Linked DNA regions of Gossypium hirsutum: region 1 is linked to region 2. The links are chromatin contacts, called in public Hi-C maps. All regions are on one chromosome and are shown on one strand. The core of a region is the stretch at or near the end of the contact, and the rest is flanking DNA. Distances in the headings are between cores, read along the strand shown. Region 1 has its middle 8.2 kb from the start of LOC107888111. Region 2 holds the start of LOC107886710 (DExH-box ATP-dependent RNA helicase DExH5, mitochondrial).

Region 1 (3,207 bases), core at 620-3,119, 120 kb after region 2:
TCAAACTAAAACCCAAGTTGAAACCGCAAATTAAGACTTTCAACATATTGCATTCTAAAACCTTCTATTGTTGCTTATTCTTCTCAAACATTAGGTGATTTCTATTGCATGAAATATTATCTTTCCATTGGTAGGTTTTTCTAGCCAAATAGAATTATGTCTTGAAAGGACCAAGCTCCCAAAGTAGCCAACTTGAAACAGAAAACTTTGAAATTTTGGACAAGTTGTGAGGATTTTCAATGATTTGAACCCCCAAATCTTAGGCTTTTGGTTAATCTTTTTGATTAAACAAAATTTCATATTTCAGAATTAAATTTGAACCTTAAATTAATATTCTTAAAACACTCAAAATTTTGAAAGAGTATACAGTTTTTATTTCTTAAAATGAGCCAAAAAGTTATGGAAAATCTCAAATATAAAGTAAAAAAAATCAATTTTATTTCATTTTAATAGTATTGTTTGCCAAATTATGTTTTATTAAGGTAAAAAACATATTAAATTAATTATGAATTTTTTTGTTGAATTTTTATATTTATATATATACTATAAAATTGTAGAATTTTCACATTTGTTTAATTATTGGGAGATTACCGTACAACCAAAATGCCATGGGATCAAAACCCTAGGATGAAGCCAAAATGAACCCCAAACTTAAACTAAAACAATAACCTTAAAACAAAAGCAAATCTAAACCCAAACCTAAAACCTAAGTCGAAACCCAAAACTTATAGCTTTTAAAACCACCAAAATTTTGAAAGAGCATTTAGTTTTGATTGCTTAAAATGAGCCAAAAAGTAATGGAAATTTTAAAATATAGAGTACAATTTTTTTGAATTTATTTCATTTTAATATTATTGTTGGCCAAATTATGTTTTATTAAGGCAAACAACATATTAAATTAATTGTCAAATTTTATTTTGAATTTTTATTTTTATACATATTACAAAATTGTAGAAGTTTCATAGTTGTTTAGTTACTCAAGAGATTACCACCCAATAGAAAGGAATCGAAACCCTAAAACGAAGCCAAAACATAAATCTCACACTACAACTAAAATCATAACCCTAAATAAAAAGTAAATCTAAAAATCTAAACCAAAACCCTATATTGAAACTTAAGTCGAAATCCCAAATTTACGACTTTCAACAAATTTAGGTAACTAAATTTAAGGCTTTCTAAAGCCTTATATTGTTTCTCATTTTGACTCGTGAGATGATTTCTATTGTATGAAATGCAATTTTTTCATTTGTATGTTTTCCAAGCCAAATTTTATTATGTGTTAAAAGAACTAAGCTCCTAAAGTCGCCTACTTGAAACAAAACATTTTGAAATTCTTGGTAAGTTGTGACAATTTTCAATGTTTTGGGCCTCAAAATCTTAGGCTTTAAATTTCTCATTTTGATAAAAAATTAACTTGTTTTAGAATTACATTTAAACATTAAATTAATATTCTTTAAACAGCTAAAATTTTGAAAGAGCATTGAGCTAAAAATTCATGGAAGTTCTAAAATATAGAGTAAATTTTTTTTTAATTTTACTTTATTTTAATATTATTGTTGGATAAATTATGTTTTATTAAGGTAAATAACATATTAAATTAATCTTGAATTTTTATTTTATTTTTATATTTATATATTACAAAATTATAAAATTTTGACAATTATTTAATTACTCAAAAGATTACCGCACAACCGAAATATCATAAAATTGAGTATTAAAATATGCTGAGAGAATTTGACATTAAATAAAACAATTAATATTATATTAAGAATATGATAACTTTTTAAAATGGATTACTACAGATGATTTATTAAAAACTGAGCAACACCCATCTCGATTAGGAGAGACACCCAACATCAATAATAAAGTCTTCTCTCTTATCTGACCTCCCCGCCAACATCCCCCCATTCCCCACCTTTCCTTTCTCTGTAAGTAACCAAATATCTTCTCAATTTACCTTTGGATTTGTTTGTAAAGGTAAGGCCGTCTCTGTCTGCTAGCAATTTACATTCTGTGTTGCCTGCCTTTCTTTTTCTTTCCAAAGTCTCTGTTACCATTTTCATCTCTTTTATGGAAAAATTTTAAGGACATTGTCGGATATTTCCTTTTAATTTCCATTTTCTCATCCATTTCTTATGCTCTTGCTAAACCGTTGTTCAATTTACTTGGTTGAGTTACTAGTATGATGTTCTTATATATACCTTATGGTAATTATTTGTTTTGAACAGGACTTTGCAACTGTTGTTTTCTAACAGATAGGTTTGCACATGTCTTTGATTCAATTTCGTCTTTCTCTGTCTTTCTCTACCAGCAGTATGGCGGATTTGCGCTCCTTTTCAACTAAAGAATTTTATTGGCTCGCATCATGCTTTTGGGGCATCATCACCTGCAAACTAGTAAGTAGTCCAATATGCTTTTGCTTTTATCAACGACATTTTTGGTGGATTGGAATTTTTTTCAGCTCTTTCTTCTTCGTAGATTTCGGTCAAATTCAATGGCTTTTATTAATCTTCTTTTTCATTTCCATCTTTTATAAATTCAATACACTCTAATCTTGGCACTCGGTAAACCATCCTCAGCCTTATCTAGTTCGTGTTACTTAAAATTTGTTCCTAAATCTTGTTGATAGATTTGCTCCATTGGTAGCTTTTTTTTTTCTAGGAATGGTAATAATTATGGTTGTATAAAATTGCTTAGAATCATATTCGGCCAGTTTCTGCCATTTATTTTTATCAAGAATTTAGGAATAGGCTTTGAAATTGGCAATTAAGAAAAAGAGAATGGCTGTGAATAGTACCTTAAAGCAGAGAGGAAGAATAGGTTGGTTGAGAAAAAAATGGTTTGGCACCAACAATGATGCAACTAAATTGTACTGACGCTCATAAAAGACCTGCCTTCCCGAGATTCTATCCTCAAATGAAGCATAAAAGGGTTTGGGAAACTTAGGATAAGACAGCTTTACACTGACGACTAAAAGACCCTGGTAGTGGTTCCACTTTTGGACCTGTATCTTTGAATTTTGGGTCAAAGTTATCCATATCTACATTTGCTGTCCATGCCCAAGTTGGAGTAGTTTATTAGGTTTGTTCTAAGTTGCCAAAGTTTGTGGACTATTTAGGGAAATTAGCGAAACCAACTGAAGATTAGATTTAAACCATTTTATCTTAGGTTGATCTATTTAGAACTACCTATAACTGCAGTATTAGG
Region 2 (3,091 bases), core at 132-2,631:
GAATTGAAACATCACATTTGTTAGGGAAAAGGATGATATAGGTAATTCCTGGCTTAAGCTTACTCTACTCTAAAAGTTATCCAAACAAGAGGGAAACAAAGTGTCCCCCCTTTCCCCACTTCCCTTTCATGCCTATCTTCTCAATCCAAACATAATGTTAATGTGACCAAGCCACACACGATGGGCTTTAGCATAGTATTAGTCTTGAGTTTATTAGGAGTGATATTTAGAGTGAAATTCACTTGGTTATAATCTTAAATTTTATCCTCATGCATGGTTGCACATAGGTCAAAGCCATAATCTGAGGACATTTCAGTCCAAAAAGGTATCCAGATAAGCTATTCAGAACAAGCATATTAGTAATCCTCAGCAACAATATTTTCAATTAATCATATATAACTCCAAACTGAAAGTGCTCGCCACTCATTTTACTTTTTTTAGCTCCATCAAATGTTCACCATTTGAAATATTAAAAGGACGGCTTAAATGGTTACTTTTTCTTATTGATCCCAAGTCAAAGGCCCAGAAGCAATGCAATGCCTCAAGAACTTTCAGAAAGGCATGCAGTTCTGACCTACGGAAATCATATCCCAATTCCACTTACTTTACTTCTAAAGCCAGGAAATATTTTCAACTTGTTTTCTCATTACCAGAAATCGGAAACCTTCATTGCTATGAATATGAGAAACGAACCACATAAAGTGTGATATCTTTTAAAACAAAGAATTAAATTAGCCTAACCCGACGCCAATAAACAAGAATTTAATTTCCGCCAATAAACAATCAAACACAAGAACTTCATTTTACAGGAAAAATTGCCGAATGGAAATATGTTAAGTATGAAGAGAACTAACCGACTGCAAAGACAAATCCAGCTGGCGATCAGAGACATTCTCGGAAATCCCCAGACAGTAAGCCGAATTATACTGTGCATTTTGATTATTACTGCTTTTACTACCATTATTGTTATTATAAGTCCCTTGCTGTTGCTGTTGCTGTTGTAAGTGTGGCAAAGAAGGAGGAGAAGCAGTGCCCTTAGCGTTCAAAATGGGTGTGTTTTGGTGGTCGCGAAGCTTGGAGAGAATCGCGGGGGCGGAGGAGTTCTTGGTAGCATTTTGGTTGTTAGGAGATGAGATGAGACGGTGGTGGGGAGGGACGTAGACGGCGCCGTACAAGGACGGAGGCCGATCCTTCATCGTCGGAGAAAAGAGTGAGGGTTTTATGGTGTGGGTGAGAAATTGTGAAGAGAAAGGAAGGAAATGCGGAGAGTAAGAGGGGGGCATTCACGGTAAGCTCCAAAGGTTTTAGATTCTTTCTTTGGTTGGTAAAATTGCGTTTGCTTTTTGTTTTATACTAGAATTAACTCTATGCTGACTCACGCTCGGGCTTCTTAGATTTCTTTCAGATCAAAATATACTGTTAGTTTCTTACTCAAAATATAGGTTAAATTCTGCTATTAATATATATATATGCATATTTAGTTATGGATTTAATTTTTATATTTTAATTTAGTTATTTTAATTTTTATATTTTTTAAATTTAAAATTCACACCCTAAATTTATTAAGTTATATTTTATTAATTTTAAAATTCGATGCGATAAATAGGGCAAAACCAAAAATATCTTTTAAATAGCTGAAATTAAATTATAATTTTTACGATACTAAAAATTTAATTTTACTATTTTAATAGCCTATATTTTTATAATTTTTAAATGATCAAATTAAATTTGTATCATTTTTAGAGATGCCAAAGTACAATTTTACATGTACTATTTTAAAATTTTTAAAGGACTTAAATGGAAATTTTTTTATTTCAGGGGGGTCAGGAGCCTTATCAGCCCCTAGTTATGCCACTGGCGACAAACATATTACCATATATATAATGTCATGTCAGCTAATTATTTTCACATATTATTCGCTAAAATCCAGTTAATAGATTAACGATTGTCATTTTCATAAAAACTGAAATTTCAAATTCTGAAATTTCAAATTTTGAAAAGTATAGGGAATTGGAATGATCCAATTGGAGAATATTGAGCAAATCTATAATTGTAAGCATACTACAAAATTAGTAATTTAATTTAACCAAACGAAATTTGATGTTATTGTTTGAGTCAGATTAAAAATCAAAATTCAAAAAGTATAAGAATTAAAAGTTACCAATTCGTAAAGCACAAAAACTATAATTAATCAAATTAAGTATAGAAACTAAATTTATAACTTTCACAAAGTACATAAACAAATCGCGGAATTTAACCTAATATATATATGGTGCACATGAATAAAAGACAACTAAGTAAAATATATTTTAAAAGTAAGTTAATATTTACAGCGACTCCTGAACTCAGCAATTTGTAACTATTTGGTACCTAATTTTTTTTTGACATAATTGGCAACTAAACTTGGAAACCGTAAGCCAAGTTGCTACATTTTATTAGCACCTGAATAACACTATTAGATTTTGGGTTGGAAGACAATAGAATATTGAAACGTGTCTTAAAAATAATATATATATTGCATTATTTAAAAAAGTAAAAAAATAAGAATTTTTTTTAATTTTACGTCCATAATGAACCTAAATAGTTGGTTATCCAAATTCTTTTTTCCAAGTTCAATGTGCAAATGAAATCAATCGGGCTACAAAGGAGGAAGACTAATTAGGTGGAAGCAGTGGATGAAGAGGACAAGTGTTACATTCATTGTCGAGGCAACTATGACCTTTCAAAAATCAATTAAGCATTTTATAGAAATTATTAAACTCATAACACACTTAAAATAAATTTTATGCATTATTCCAAGCTTACAACAAGCTAATGAAATCTTTCTAAGTGACCAAAGGATGAAGGTCCAAAACATAGGAAGCTTGTCGTGACTTCAAGGTATCCCACGTCACGACGTCCTTAGCTCATCGCGACCTCGAGAGGTTTCACATTGCGTCGTGACTCTTTGACTCAAGCTCATTGATCTGCCACAAATTTATGTGCCAAATTGGGGCCTGTTTGTTACTTGACGAGCTTGTTTTCAAGTGTTTTTAGTGTCTTTTTTAATAGTTTTACGTAATTTTAGTTTTTACAAGTAGATTTGTGAAAT

What was found. Hi-C and Micro-C count contacts between places; a contact is called where the count stands out from the background.
Region 1: a Hi-C map of leaf shows a contact between it and region 2, with 2.2 times the contacts expected there. The contact joins the enhancer-like site here to the promoter of LOC107886710 in region 2. A contact is called at or near these places in 3 of 34 Hi-C or Micro-C datasets (leaf and petal).

Annotation. Positions count from the first base shown.
Region 1 is chrA03:103,821,957-103,825,163 of Gossypium_hirsutum_v2.1, forward strand. No RefSeq gene overlaps it. Among protein-coding and RNA genes, the nearest start is that of LOC107888111, 8.2 kb to the left of the region's middle. Within about 2 kb of position 1,870, at least 7 of the 9 cell types and tissues checked have an H3K27ac peak or open chromatin away from gene starts, as enhancers often do. A contact at or near this core is called in leaf, where this site is marked.
Region 2 is chrA03:103,706,986-103,710,076 of Gossypium_hirsutum_v2.1, forward strand. LOC107886710 (DExH-box ATP-dependent RNA helicase DExH5, mitochondrial) reads right to left here and starts at 1,382. Exons shown (of 17, transcript XM_041100257.1): 1 at 855-1,382. The coding sequence starts at 1,283.